Linked DNA regions of Mus musculus: region 2 is linked to region 1. Evidence: chromatin contacts called from public promoter capture Hi-C data. All regions are on one chromosome and are shown on one strand. Each heading gives the region's core, a stretch centred on a gene start, on an enhancer-like site or on the middle of the called end of the contact. The rest is flanking DNA. Distances are from core to core; before and after follow the strand shown. Region 1 holds the start of Prrg4 (proline rich Gla (G-carboxyglutamic acid) 4 (transmembrane)). Region 2 holds the start of Pax6 (paired box 6).

Region 1 (7,809 bases), core at 2,497-4,996:
GAGGCGGAACGTTTGAGAAGGTGAGGCAGGAGGACCTTGACCTGGAAGTCAGCCTGGGCTACACAGCAAAGTTGATAGCAAAAAACGAGGAAGGGGGACAGCAATATGATTTCTGTGATTATTATTATTATTATTATTATTGTTATTATTATTATTATTATCATTATTCCAGAGTGTTAATGTCCTACTCTTCTTTCCTGGCAGTGCTGGAGCTGGAAGCCAGGGCATCACATGTGCTGGGCCAGCACTCTTTCATGGAGCCTCAGGCCCGGTCCTAGTGACAGTTTTTCTGTTATAACAACATTCAAGCTAACCTTATATATAACCTTCAAGGCCAGCTCCGTTTTCCCCTGCTTGCCTCATGCTCTCAGGAGAAACGCTGTCAAGTTTGCTTCTGTTTGTTAAGCAGCAAACTTCCCTGGAGTGCCCAGGGCTCCCAGTGAGGGCTGCTACCTTCTTCCTTCCTTTTGACCACTGTGTGTGTAGCAGGGGTGGGGGGTGGGGGGTGGGGGGTGTGCATGACTTTTGAGCCTGTGTTTCTCTTGTACTGAATGCTCCTAAGAGGTTGCCTGTCCATGCAGCCCATTGTTACAAAAGCACTACTAAGATATTCCATCCTTCTCTTCTGTTTCCTAAATGAGATCCTTCTGTTTCAACAGCGTCCTAAGAGTTTTAGCAGACCTCTCTGGGGGCTCCCTTCCCCACCCTCAGTTTCAGTAATAATCACTTCCAGATTTACAATCTCACTTTGTATAGTTTCAGTTACCCTAGGCCAGCCAATGCCTAAACATATAGAATGGAAGAATCACACAGCATCCTGAGTAATATGCTCCTGCCCTTCCATTTAGTTCTGTCACAGCATCCACTCCCTGCCTGTTAGCCATTTTGAACAGACCATGTCTGATGGTATGTCAGGTTTATCCACAGGTTTTAGTACTATCTGAGGTCTCAGGGATCTGTGGGGGTGGAGGGGTGGGGGCTGGGAGGTCAGGGGTAGGGGTGAGAGTGGTGTGGTGGCTGGAACACACCGACTGAAGATAAGGGGAGGGGTAGTGTGCCTCTAGCATTCCCATGAGACTGTCTCATGTGCAGATGGGAAGCTCTGCCTGTGCCTGTGTCTCACAAGGCTCTCCCAGCGTGAGCAGCTGCTGCTTACTCTTCCTGTGTGCTTCAGGGGCCTCCCTTCCCGTCTCACTTCTGTCACTAAGCTTTGATTGTGTAATTAGATCAGGGACTTGCACTTGTTTGTTTGTTTGTTTGTTTGTTTTTTGAGACAGGATTTCTCTGTGTAGCCCTGGCTATCCTGGAACTCACTCTGTAGACCAGGCTGGCCTGGAACTCAGAAATCCACCTGCCTCTGCCTCCCAGGTGCTGGGATTAAAAACATGCGCCACCATTGCCTGGCTTGCATTTCTTAAATAAAGAAAATATCTAATAAAAACAAAGCAAAACAAACAAAAAATATCCTCATTCTAAGGTTAATCTAGCACAGCATCTATCATTTGCATTGTTAAATACTTTTTTAATGAAAAAATGTAAATGAGCTAAATACCTAATAGAAAATGGAAAAAAAAAAAAAAGAAAGAAAGAAAAATGGAATTAGAATGAAGGGCTTCATGTTCTTGGCTCAGAAGAAAGCTCTTCCTAAGTCAAGAATGACAGTCCTTTCTCCATCTCTAGCGGCCAGCAGAGGGCCTGACACACAAAGTGTGCTTATATATGACTCCTGACTCATTTTCATTTCCTGCAACCAACTGTAGCCCTCTGCACTTGGCTCTGACTTCTGGATTATTTTATGTTTGTGACAGTAACTCCAGTGCCTGACATGTGTATAAATGAATGCACTCACAACCATCCCAGAGAACAGTCTCTGTGTCTTACCTGAGCATGGACCATTACTACAGGTAGACTTAGGGATAATGGGGGGCTCGGGGAAACACAAGGACCCCTTTTATTCTAACAACCTCTCTCATGTTTCAAATTTGCCTCTTCAAATTGCCTAGAACTTTACCGTTAGAATGTGATTCCTTTAGGCCGAAGTATTGCCCTTTCCTAACAGACACACACACACACACACACACACACACACACACACACACACACACACACGGAGTGAGGGAGCACACTTCATCAATCATTAAAATGTCTGTCAGGAGTATTAATGGCAGATCCTACTGAGAACTGGATCTGATAAAGGGGATAAGGGATAATAAAGGACAGGAATGTGTGAGTTGAGTAACCCCAAGGTGCTGGTGCTTGTGGCAAAAGCCAGTGACTAAGTAGGGGGAAGGAAGCGGAGAGCTAGGGCTTTTTTTTTTCTTTTTCTTTTTTTCCTTCTCACTTCAGATTTTGCCAGGTTAGGCTTTTTAAATGGAAGCAGGAACCAATTTGTGACCTGTAACCGAAAATCCTGGGCCAGCAAACTACACTTAATCTCTCAAGCATCTGCCTTTATCTACACAACGTTTGGAACAATGACCAGAAGGGTCATCCTACCTTCCAGCCCTTGCTCTGGATCTCACAAATCCAGACTAGGGGACAGGATGTGGCTCAGCGGTAGAGCACTTGTCTATATGGGGACTCCCAGCGGTGCACAAACAAGTCCTGACAAGAGTCTGGCCTCCCTGTCAGTCTTCCAAGAAGCAGCCTTCCTCTTTATAACTAACACACAGCTTCATCTAGGAAACGACAACTCACTGACTTTCGGACTTCGAAAAAGGCTTTCAATTTAGTCAACCACAAACCAGGTGTTAAACATCTGTTTACTAAGGGAGATACGTTTGTACATATTATAGTTAAAAACCCACAACTCTAAACAAGAAAGCCACAAATTAAAACATAGGATATGCTGTTGCACTGTGGTTCACGGGGGCGTGTAATTCCCCCTACCACACTTTGGCTTGAGATCTACACAGTAGACCGCAACTGGTTTCAGAAGTGTTTTCCCCCAATCGGCAGCCATGCTTGCTTACCTTCTTCTGGGGCATGTTCGGAATCCTTTAGGCTTCTGATACAATGAGGAACTGCGAGGGTAAGTCTGGGCAGCTGGCTGAGTACGATCAGAAGTGGAAACATAGTCTAGCAACTGTCAAACAAACTAAAACAAAAGTGACAACGACATTAAAAGAAAAGAAAAGAAGCAGGCCAAGTCTCAGCCTGTTGGGTTTTAGTCGGAACTGAGTCAACAACGACCTGTTGCACCCCACGGGTCGCTCTTAATCTATGGGACCCAAGGCGCTCCGGGCAGGTGGCACCTCCGGAGCGCCTGGGAACAAAAGGTACTCCCGGGAAGCTGCGGAGGAGAGTTCGGACACTGGCCCAGGCAGACGCGACTCTCGCCCACGCTGACAGGCAGCTAGGTGCTGGAATGCCACTGTCGAGACATCGTCTCTGGATGACTCTCCCACTCCTCCCCGCCCCGCCTCGCCGCTGGTCGCCGCACCTGTGTCCCCGGGCGCATGTTCCAGCAGCCCCTGGGCGGGAACCGAGTTATCCGCTTGGCCCGAGAGGTGGCCTGGCCCTGAGTCGCGGACGCCTCTGGATCTCGGCGACAGTCGGAGCCTAGCTCTTCGCGGCTCCAAGGCGACACCAGGACGCAAAAGAGGCGCCCAGGATCCGCGCAGGGGCGCTCGGGGAACGTGCGCCGCACGGGGCCCAGCTTGTGTGCTGGAGCCACTCCCACCGCTACCGGACGAGGAGGTCACCTGGCAGCGCTCCACCTCCCGCTCTCGGTCCCCAGCCCTTCTCGACTGAGACCCGGACGCTCACACTTTGGCGGCCTATCAGAGCGCCCTCCCGAGGTTACCTTCGGTCAGCTGTTCTCGCAGGGTGGTCCAGGGATGAGAACATAGCATTCATCCGAGAAAATATACTTTGTTAGTGATTTGCATTGTCACATGACCAAAAATCAATTAATAGCAATTACAAAGTTCTCAGATGTATTTCACCAGGTCTGGGTTGTCTACAAAAATACTTTCAAATATGTCCCCGAGTCAAAATTGTTTCCACGACAACAATGCAAGGTTTCACCTCTTTTACTTTCATTCTTTCCCTCCTTGGGTTTACAGTGGAAATTTCCAGAAGCTGTTTGACATGTGATGATATCATCACTCTGCTAACTAATAAGCCTCCAGTGGATGAATACTTGTGATGCTTAATATCTTCCATACTACTAGGTTAGTGTCGGTATGTAAATTTAAACAAAATGTGACAAATTGTGTTTGTTCTCAGAATATTTCTGCTTTTATTAGATATCTTTGGCCGTAGCTACCCATATACCCAGACAGCTAAAAAGTTCATCCTTCTTGAACAAATAATCTTAGATCTTGAACTTTTCGTTGAGTTTTTTTCTTTTTTCTTTTTTTTTTTTTGAAACAGCAAGAGCATAAGCACCCTTAATTGTCATGAGATGAAGTTAAATTTTGAAAATTTCTCTATTTAAAAATGTTGTGTGAGAGATATAATTAAAAATAATTCAAGAGGCCCAGAGCTCGAGGTGTGAGAAGATAGGAGAACAGTGTCTCACCACACTCTTCATGTCCAAACAGCATGCGCTGTTACTCTTGGGAACGCTATTTAAATTTTGCTCTTTGGCCAGAGTAGCCTGGAACTTCATACAGTTGAAACAGAGCACAGTGAAATGGCATTCCCACTCCTTTCTAGTCTCCAGTTAATTCACTTTTCACCAAATTTGTTTTCTTCCCTGAAAGGCTATTATCTATTTTATTCTGATTAATGGATTCAAGTAAGAATTTCCATATGTTTTGCAGACGTTGTTTTTGTTTCCTTCCAAACACTATCCATGCCCCACGCCCTAGAGGCTTAAGCGGTCTGGAAAATGGAGTCTGCTCTTTCACCTTACTTAAGCAGTGGAGATCAGACTGTGGAGAAGCTAGAAATACCTTATGGTTGAGCACAGGAATCGGAAGTATCTCTCAGGAGACCCATTCTCCTGCTCCCTCATTTAGACAACCTGTGGCTGGAAGCCCTGGGAAGAGAGGGATAAACACCATTTTGCTTTTGGGAGAACTGAGTCTTTCTGAGATCTGTATCTAACAATGTAGACTGTCAAGTTCTACTAGGGCAAGGGCAGATTTCGTTACTTCCTTTCCAGTACGCAGAAAAAGCCTCTCCTGGTTATTATATTCAGTACATTTTGTTAGGTGGCAGCTATTTATTGTTAAGTAGAAATGCTTCTCACTTTTATTTAGTGTGTGTGTGTGTGTGTGTGTGTGTGTGTGTGTGTGTGTGTTCAAGATAGGGTTTCTCTGTTAGCCCTGGCTGTTCATTATGCAGACCAGGCTGGCCTCTAACTCAGAGATCTGCCTGCCTCTGCCTCCAAAGTGCTGGGGTTAAAGACATGCACCAATACCACCCAGCCACACTATTTTTAAAAATAGCATTTTATTAATTCTTTGAGAATTTCATACTATGTATTTTGATCATATTCACCTCTCCTTCCCAATTCCTCCCATACCTATCCTCACCTCCCTCCCTACCTAACTTTGAGCCCCTCTCCCCAATCTAATCCAGTTTTCATTGTCCAACACCTGAGAGTCGGGCTTTTTCCTGCCCTATGAGGAGTCACAGGAGTCTTTAAAGGAAGCTGACAAACGCTAATTGCTTCTTCCATAGTGCTGGGCTTCTGTCTGGCTTGAGCTGTGGAAAGAAAGTCTTGTGCTTGCTGTCAGCTTCACACTGTTTTAGGGAGAGGCACATAGTGAGAGAAGCTCCCTGCAGTGAAGTCAGCAGATGGGAATCTGATAGCATTCCTTGGTAGAATGAGCCTACTCACATCGCTGGAAATTTGGGCGGAAACAAAGGAGGCTTTGTGTTCACATCAAATATGAGCATTTATAGACTGGCGGTGAGGTGAGGGGAGTCAGAAAAGACAAGATTGTTTCTCAGCGGTGGCTTACAAGCTACACATTCCCTTTTGATATGGGCCCTAAAATGGTATAGCACTTGGCAGGACACATACATGACCACTATGGAACTGAAAGATGTTCTGGGGTTGGGGGGGGGGGCAGGGAGGGGAAGAGAGAAGGAGAGAGTTAGTAGCAGACTCTTGATTTGTTCTGTTATTTACTTATTTTCTTCTGCATTTGATTTCTTATTTTATTATTATTTTTTATAATCACAACATCCTTACACTTTTATTTGTCCTAAAGTATTTTAAGTTCTCTTCCAGAAAGCATTTCTCTGCCATCAGTAGAGCTGGACCAGGTGCTCTAATTCTCATTTCACGCAGAAGGACATTGAAGCACGGCAAAGTGAACGCATAAGGAGCCAGGTTCCTGAGTCTTTCCAGTCCTGTCTCTGAATTATTAAGCAATGAAGGGCAATGGGTAAAGGATTGTTTAATTTCAAAGGTAATAAGAAAAAAAGGGCAAAATAGAGCAATGAGATTAATGGACTTGGATGATGTGTCAACGCATCTCTGGGTTTGAGCACATACACACCCACCCACTTACCTATGTGAATTCAAGAATGAAATGGGAACTGGCTCCTGTGTGGGCTTGGGGATGGACTCAAGGGCTGTGACGGAAGTGTTTGGGTGGTGGTCACGAAGCTCTTCCGTGTAAGGCTGACTGTAGTTCTGGAATAGGAGAGGAGCTGAACTTACATCTTGGTGACATTTAGCCTTGACATTTCAACAGCAACTGGCTGCTGTTTTAATTTATCCCAGTAAAATCAGTAAGCAGAGAAGAAATGACTCCTACTCCTCAATGTTAATTGTGTATCCGTGCGAAGGTATTTCTCGGAGTTATTGCATAGGGGTTAAAGACTGGTTTTATATGTTTGCCGGGAGCCCTGGTGGGAAACTTTTGATGGAGTTTAGATTTAATTCCATCATATAAGTAGCAAAATATTTCAATAAAAATCAAGGATCCTGAAAAATGTCATCTATTTCCTTTCATGAGCCGTGATGAGAGCTATGTTCTGATAAAAAAAAGTCCTATCGTCCTTTCAAGGCACCTAGAAACCTGAAATGGTGTGGTTCTGAGCTCTCCCCAGGGCCCTGTGATAAGGACTTTTGTCACAGTTTGTCATAGAGCTTGTCACTGTGCGCATGGACCTTACATTTTTTACAGCTGCCATCAGTTCTTTTCCCATCCCTCATTTCTTATCATAAGCTTTGTTCCTCCCACTTACCCTCTCAGGACTGGTATTACAGGTGTTCACCACACAACTTTTCTGGCTTGTTTTGTAAACACATGCTCAAGTAATCATAGCGTTCCAAACGAGTTTTCTTTTTTTTTTTTCATGCTCAGTTTATGCAGAATCATTTGCAAAGCCATACTTTCCATATATGTCACCTATCGAAAATGAAACAAATCGTGCATTTCTACCTATAACTGACTCCGTTTGATGTGATAGTATGGGTGAGAAGTGCAGCTCACTGGTAGAGCACTGATCTACCTTTTGAAAGGCACTGGGTTCTAGTCTCAGCACCAGTAAATTGAGGAAGACAGAACAGAGCAAGCGCCTATAATCTCAGCTAATCTGGAAGCTGAGGCAGGAGGAGCATGGGTTGAAGCAAGTCTGGGCAAGATGGCTGCACAGCGTGATAATGCTACTGCTGATGGAAAGACACATGCATACACATTTGTGTGCACTTGCACATGTGCATGAGCATGCTGAGAGAAAGGAAATACATGTCATGTGGCAGTGTTCCCAGGACATGTACAAACAGGATCCCATGTTCTCTCTTATTTAGTCCTGCGTTATTTCACCTAACATCCTATCTCCACTATCTCAAATACTGAGATGCAGAGTGTAGTTTTGATTCTCCCCGGTCTGGATAAT
Region 2 (7,809 bases), core at 3,423-5,922, 830 kb after region 1:
AAATTGTTCTCTAATTGAAAAATACATTGTTTTTTTGGAGGAGTGTGCACTGACAAAGTATCTGGGATTTCAGCTTTTGATCCCTTGCTACTGCTGCCTCTGCTCTCCAGTCACTAATAAAACTCGCATTGAGCCCCTTAGTGCCTTGATTAACAGGCAGATTAACTCTTACTGGGGTTGGGAACAGCTTGTCTCAATCAATGTCATTTTAAAAGCCTGTCAGGATGTGCTTAGTTCGGTTCCAGGCTGCTGGAGTGAGCCAGCCCTGACATTTGCTCTCTCTTTCCCAGTCTCAAAATCCTGAGCATCAGGCCTGCACGTTTCTAGCTCCTGAACAAAACAAATGGCAGGAGTCAGTCCCTGGCCCTTCTACCAGGCAGCTGTTCAGACATATTCTATAGAGCGGTGACCTTAGCAAGCTTTTCATTTGAAGCTGAACACTTACCTCTTTAGTACTGAGGTTAGAAGAAAAGGAGACTTGAAGGAATGTCCCGGGGTTGGAGAATGGAAAGAGAACTTTTCTAGACACCCTATCTGTAAAAATCCCAAAACGATGGGATTTCAGGGTGTCCTATGCGTTAGAGACTTTGAATCTACTTTCCATATAGACAACTGTAGGATGTGGAAGAAAGGAAGCTTGAGAGTTAACTAGCCTCCTACAAGAAAGCTCTTTGCTGGGACACCCATCCGGACAATGCCGGGATTTAAGCATTTTAGGGGTGGGCTGGGAGGGAAATGGAGGGGGAGAGGTGCTGACCAATATGAAGAGAAGAGGATTGGACCCGCGAGCGCCCAGATACACTAACCATTTGGCAAGAAGAAAGGAAAGGAAAGGGCACCATGGCTTTTTCCAGTCAAGCTAAAGCCTGGAGGCGCCGCTGGGCGGTCGTTCGGCTCTCTTCTGTTTCTGTACTGTCCTGGGCTTTGGCTAGGCTAGCCGGTGAGCAGGATTCAGGCAGGTTGCTGGGGTAAGCGGAGAGAGAAAGCCCCAAGCCAGGGAGGCATCAGGAACTGGGTGGCTAGGGTGGAAGACTTTGATTTTTATGACCTTTTGATTTGTTTGCCATCCCAGAGATCCCTGGAATCCACTCTTCAGGGCCTGCAGAAAGAGACACACTTGGAGCTCTCTAAAGTGTCTCGGGTGTTTACTGAGACCTTCCTCCTCCAAAGAAATTCATCCTTGCCCTCCTCAGTGTGTCTGCAACCGCGCCTCAGCTAGGACCAGTCAAAATGGGAGTTTGGAGGTGTGGGAACACGGAATGGAGTACTGGTTGTTCTGAGGCTGTGAGGCCAAAGCACATTTCCCCAGAGAACTGGGCACTTCTTTGCCTCGCCAGGGGCCGCTCTCGGGACAGAGACTAAATGCGGTGGGTACAGGCTACCAGGGACTGTTGGGAGTGATTCTGAAGGGGCCTCCTACTTTCGCATCCATGATGGTTAGAGAGGTTCTGAACACCGTCGGGCAAACCTCGATGCCCCCAGCGCCACTCTACACCACGAGCTTTCAGTTACCCGGCCAGAGGAAAACCCGTCCTCGCACGGGTCAGAGGGTAGAACGGAGGAAAGAGTAGCAGAGTAGTAGTGAAAGGCAGCGGGGGTCGGGGGGGGGGCGCCTAAAATGCAGCTTCGCCAGCCTTTCTATTCTAACACTAACACTGGAGGACAAGCGAAATGGGCCTCCGACGGGTTGAAAGCCTCAGTTAAAATGGCGACCCGAGCGTTGTCTCCGTTTTACTAGTGCCTTGCACCTTGGTTTTAGCCTCCCTCCTTCCAGGTCTCTTCCCGACAGCAGGTGCTTGGCAGAAAAGATGATTCACCAAGGACAGGCAGAGAGAGAGAGAGAGAGAGAGAGAGAGAGAGAGAGAGAGAGAGAGAGAGTAGGAAGGGAGGGAGGGAGAGAGAGAGAGGAGAGAGAGAGAGAGAGAGAGAGAGAGAGAGAGAGAGAGAGAGAGATCCTGGCTCTCATCCCTTTCCTTAAACTTTAGAAACTTTGCCTCTTTCTGTTCCTCAGCTCCCCTCCCCAAATATTGACACACTAGAGCAGCCAAGTCCTTTCTGTTTCTTGTTTGTGCAGTTTCCAACAGTCCCACCCGAAGCCCCCATCCCCACCCAATGACGTCAGCGGCATTCATGCCAGGCTCCTAGCTTCTTCTGATTTTTTTGTTAAAACTTTTCTCTGAGGTGAGATGGGGGTTGTGGGTGGGAGAAGGGGCTGATTGAAAGAGCCAGTGCCCTGGGGGGAAATAGCAACAAGATTATGGCTGCCTCTTTCTTAGGCAAAGCTTAAGAGGGTGCTAATCCACTGGGTTGCTAATTGAGAGGTTGTAAAAATGATATTCGCCGCCTCCAATTGGGACAGTCGCTGGGCACCCCCCCCCCTCATCTTGCTTCTTTAATGCTTGCTTGAGATGTAAAAGGGGAGAAAAGGAGAATGCTGACTTCTCTGATCTGGAACTTGGACTTCAGGCAGGACTTCCTGGGAACCTCTGAAAGTCCCGGTCCTACGAAATCTTTCACTGGAGGCCGCCAACTGCAGCAGTGGCACCACCTTCTTAGCCTCTGGCCAGTGTTTCCTTCTAGCTCCGATCCAGTGCCTTAGGTCCTCCAGAGTGAGCCCAGCTAGTCAGCCACCTTTCCCAAGCTGAGGAGATGAGCAGTTTGTGCTAACCCACCTCTGGCTCGGGTTACGGAAGGCCTCTTCTGTCCCCGGAACTCTGCTAAGGCTCCTTGGGTCCTTATTGCTGGGCCCCAGGCAAGGGCTAGACTAGGATGTCCAAATCAGGCTCAGAGGCAGCCTGCAGCGTCCATCTGGCTCCAACTCCCATGGGGATTCATCAGCGCAGCCTGCCAGAGATCAACTGAGTGAGCAGACTACTGCTGGACGCTGACTTTCGGTTCTTTCCCTAAGTCAAAAAAAAAAAAAAAAAAAATCAAAGGCTTCGATGGTGGCTTTCGGCCTCCTTGCCTGATCTTTGCCAACCCCACTTCCCTTTGCTGGGTTCTGAGTGTGTTCCGGATCTCAGGCCTTCTACTTCTCGGCTCCAAGGCCCGCAGGCTGCGAGATAGCTCCGGACAGCTCAGGACAAGGCGGCTGCCTGCTCCCCTGTCACCTAAACTGCAGACTCCAAGGGACGTCTTTGGAGTGTACTGAGGTGTATCCTAATGTCCGGCATTCAACAAATGGACTTCTGGTGTGTGGTCAGGAGGGAAAAGCCATTTACTTACTGTCCTCGCCGTTTTTCTGGCAACAGTTGAAGGGGAATTGCCTCCGTGGACTGAGCTGACCCAAGAGAAGGGAGTCTTGGCGGGGATACATAAGCACCACACACAGATAACCGGTTCCTCACAACGACACACGTTGACACACCAAGAAAGCCGGCGAGGACACACACTTGCAGAATCTCTCCCAGCATTGGTCAAACCCCACCCCCACCCTCAGGCTTCCACTACTTCCCCTCCCCTCTTGTCTTCCCCTCCTTTCGATGGCTTGGAAAAGCAGCCGCACTTAGTCAACAAATGGCACGTGGGAGAAGTTGGAGAGTGTTTGGTGAGGACTCTTCAGAGCTTTTCACAAGAATCCTCTGTACACAAAGTAAGTGGCGTGTTTACTCGAGCCTCTCCAGGCTGGGGCAGTGCGTCCGCTCCGCTGAGCACGGCGGCTTCGGAAAGCAGAAAGAGAAGAAAATGCCAGCGGTGCGGGAGTGGGGTGGGGGGAAAATGGGCAGGCTCGGGAGGCCTGAGCTGGGGTGACCGCCGGGCCTCGCTGAGTTCTCGGCCTGGAGGCCCTCTTCGGGCCTAGGCATAGTTGTGCCACCATCGCCGGAGTGGGGGCTGCTGGGATCCAGGGACACTCCCGCCTCTTTTCTCTTGTTCCTAAAAGTCAGGTGGGCTAGAGAGCCGCCACCGCTGTACTTTGTGTCCTGGGGCCAAGGCCGAGGTGGACAAGGGGTGGGAAGTTAGGGTGAAATGGGGCGGAGCGGCAGGCCACTGTACAAGAAAGGACCTCGTAGAGATGGTGAAACTTGCTACCTCCACGGACTGAGAACCCCTGGCCCAGCTTGGGGTTACGGGGGCAGCATGCTTCCAGCTCAGAGGCCTCCATTAGACTGATCAAGTTCGCGGCCGCAGCGCTGGCCGCCGAAGCGCATGGAGCGGGAGACCTCGGCGAGCGCCAGAGCCTAGGAGCGGGGGGCCCAGCGCCGGAGAGAGAAGCCGGGACCCACCGGCAGAGCCGAAAACAAGTGTATTCATATTCAAACAAACCGACCAATTGCACCAGGCAGGGAGAGGGAGCATCCAATCGGCTGGCGCGAGGCCCCGGCGCTGCTTTGCATAAAGCAATATTTTGTGTGGGAGCGAGCGGTGCATTTGCATGTTGCGGAGTGATTAGTGGGTTTGAAAAGCGAACCGTGGCTCGGCCTCATTTCCCGCTCTGGTTCAGGCGCAGGAGGAAGTGTTTTGCTGGAGGATGATGACAGAGGTCAGGCTTCGCTAATGGGCCAGTGAGGAGCGGTGGAGGCGAGGCCGGGCGCCGGCACACACACATTAACACACTTGAGCCATCACCAATCAGCATAGGTGTGCTGGCTGCAGCCACTTCCCCACACTCTTTATCTCTCACTCTCCAGCCGCTGACAGCCCATTTTATTGTCAATCTCTGTCTTCTTCCCAGGGATCTGAGAATTGCTCTCACACACCAACCCAGCAGCGTCCGTGGAGAAAACTCTCACGAGCAACTCCTTTAAAATACCGTCATTTCAAACCGTTGTGGTCTTTAAGCAACAACAGGGGGGGGGGACCCAAACAACAAAAACCAAAAAAAAAAAAAAAAAAAAAAAAAAAGCCCTCAAAACTCTTGACAGGAGCCTTGACAACGACGAAAGAGAGGATGCCTCTTAAAGGTGAGTCCCGCTTCTTTCTTCTCAATTTCTTTATATTTCAATATCCTGGCAGGTCTCTCCCTCTCTTCTTTCCTCCCCTCTCGCCGGTCCCCTCCCCCACTGCTACGCCGGGAGAGTTGGGCCTGAGAAGTTTCCACGCAGGAGCCCAAACTTTCTACTTCCAGCGAAAGCCCGCGTCGGAGGGCGACGGTCCGCGCGAGCCACAACAGCGCGGATCTTCAGGCAGGCGGCTGGCTCTGCACCAGCGCAAGTGCGGCTGGAGCTCTCGGAGAGCAGCTAGGCTGCAGGGCGCCCCCGCAAACCGCAGCTCTCAGCTTCAGCGCCTCCAAAAGCTCGCGGTCAGCGCAAAGGGACGTAGAGGCTCCTCCGTGCCCCAGGCCGCGGAGAGCAGCCGCCGGCGATGCTTTTGTCCAGCCCGGGCCGAGCCAGCGCGCAAAGAGCGCCCAACCAGCCGACTCTCCGCGCCGCCTCCCGCCAGCCCGCGCTCCGGCTTTGTGCAAGATTCTCCCGGCACAGAACTGCCCGCAGCACTCGAGCACCAAAGGGTCATCGCGCCCTCCGCCAGCCGGAGCCGTCTGGATGGGCACCACGGCCGTGCGCCGGAGGCCACGAGGGACCCAGAGCGAGAGCGGGCGGTGAAAGAAGCCACTAGGCCGAGGCGGTCGGATGCGCTCTGCGAGGGAGCTCCGAGCCGATCGCAAGGACTGCCAGCTTCCATCCACCCCCCAGGGCCCTCGCCTCCAGCCTCAGCCGAGCGCTGAGCTCAGATTTGGAAACAAACGCCCTAGCTCTCCCGGCTTCCCACAACTCTATCTTGCGAAAGTTGGTGTGTTCCCTGTCCTGTGGACTCCCACCTCCAGCTCTTGGTGGGTATTTTCCCGTGTCTCCATTGACCAAGCTGTACCCCGTGTTGCCATTTCAACAAGTTTCGAGCTGGAAAGGCGGTTTGCTCCCCCTTTTCGAGTGTACTGATATTTTTCTTTGTGTGGCCTAAAGGGGGAAAAAAAAAACTACAAGAAAGCACTGGCTTTCCCTCTCCTCGGATCGCGTCCTCTCCCTGCTAATTAGTCTGAGTAATTCGAGAGCTTTTGGATTCTAAGACCCCAGGAGGAAAAGTGGCTTTTCAAAGTTCAGAAAGTTGTTGCCTCTTTCCCGGGGCAGATCTCCTCAGTCTCCCTGAGCCATAATAGCCTCGAATTTTAGCAAGTGTAATTGAGGGAAATGGAGTTGAATTTCAAGTGGAAATGCTTTCTTTTTCGAGTGCTAAAAAACCTGGCCTTTCATTAATGAGCTTTCTGAAAAGTTTAAAAACAAAGTGAATGCTCTCTCTCTCTCTCTCTCTCTCTCTCTCTCTCTCTCTCGCCATTTTGGATGTTAAACTCGAACTTGGGAAGGGCTGAGGAGATAGGATCAGAAAAACAACTGACAAGCTAAAATCCTTGAAAGCCTAGCAGGTTTACCCAAGAGCACGAATAGTTAGTTGTTGCCGCTGACGGGGAGGAGGTTGCCGCTAACCGGGAGCAGGGCTGCTGGGGATCTTTGCATATGTTTGAAGGCAATTGATGAGTTGTAATCATTTGGCCCTGGAGGGTAAACTTTGTCGCCCTAATTGCTAATTTCCAGGAAGGGCATCTGGAAGAGAGAACCCAAGCTTCTCTGAACACTTCAGCTCTGGAATGCGGGAGTAGGTTTTGAAATTTAAATAATTGAAACAATAGCATAGTGTGAGAGTTCTGGCTTGGGTTTGGGTCAGGGAGTGAGGAGGACAGAGGTCCAATGGACCTTGGAGACTCAGACCTTGTGGCCTTGGAGATTTCTGAATACTCCTTCATTCCTGATGCAGGACTATGACCCCCTCCAAGGCAATACAAAGACCTAGCCTAGGCTAGGGGTTTGGGCTGAGGCAGAGGGGTCTAGCTTCTTTAAGAATAGGTCTGCTTCCGGGTGCAGGGTGTGCCCTGCTTCCCAGGGTGCTTTCTGCACTGAGTGTTAACGACTACTTAGGTAATTAGATAGCTTCTTAGAGGAGAGGAGGGTGGGAACCGAGCAAAACCGGAACCTGAAGTGCTATCACCTTCCCACTTGCTTGGGAAACTAATCAGCTAGCTTTTGGGGGATCAGCTAGACAATTTTCTAAAATGGTATTACGGAGGTCCGAGCCGGCTTGGAGACATGAGGCTGTGTAAAAAATGTGGTTCGAGAAGAGCTTAGGAAGTTTTCTGTCGCAAACAGAATTCTCCACACACACACACACACACACCCTCCACACACACACACACACACACACACACACACACACACACACCCTCCATACACACACCCTCCACATACACCTGCTATCCTTTGCAGCTTGAGTCATATATATATATATATATATATATATATATATATATATATATGATGGACATTTTGTTCTAGGTGAGGTATCTGTTCGCGACATGATATAGATTCAGGAACTGGCCTAGAGACAGGAAGGAGACTGTAGGAGTTAACCGCAATGATGGTATCTAGTCCTTGGCTATGTTCAGTCATTAAACAGACACTGAGAAAGTCCTCATCCTAGACTTAGGTCTTATGGATTTAAGTTGCCTCTCAGTTACTTAAAAGTTAAATCATAAAAGGCCTTAAAGAGAAAACTATTCCCTGGAATTCTTTGCAGGGTGGCAAAATTAATCATCATCACAGCTAAAACAAAACAAAACGGGGGGGGGGAATGATTTCTTAAAAATAAAACTAAATGAGATGCTGTGACTATTTCATTATTTTAACCCTCCCCCTTTTTCCTGGGCAATCCTCTTGAATGGGCTCTTTATTGTAACTCCCCCTTTCCAATTGAGCTCCCCACGGTGCCCTTGTATCTTTTTACAGCCCCTAACAACTCACACCAGTAACACAATTACCTCCAGAT

What was found. Promoter capture Hi-C pulls out the DNA fragments that hold promoters and counts their contacts.
Region 2: a contact with region 1 is called in a promoter capture Hi-C map of stem cell-derived epiblast-like cells, with 6 times the contacts expected there. The contact joins the promoter of Pax6 here to the promoter of Prrg4 in region 1. A contact is called at or near these places in 4 of 39 promoter capture datasets (cranial neural crest, embryonic stem cells, hippocampal neurons and 1 more) and 1 of 9 other capture datasets (liver).

Annotation. Positions count from the first base shown.
Region 1 is chr2:104,846,104-104,853,912 of GRCm38.p6, forward strand. It overlaps Prrg4 (proline rich Gla (G-carboxyglutamic acid) 4 (transmembrane)), which reads right to left and starts at 3,747. Exons shown (of 6, transcript NM_178695.5): 1 at 3,443-3,747; 2 at 2,973-3,097. The coding sequence starts at 3,075.
Region 2 is chr2:105,671,072-105,678,880 of GRCm38.p6, forward strand. It overlaps Pax6 (paired box 6), which reads left to right and starts at 4,673. Exons shown (of 12, transcript NM_001310144.1): 1 at 4,673-4,901. RefSeq lists an enhancer at 1,262-1,462, a promoter at 4,153-4,734 and a cis regulatory region at 4,153-4,287.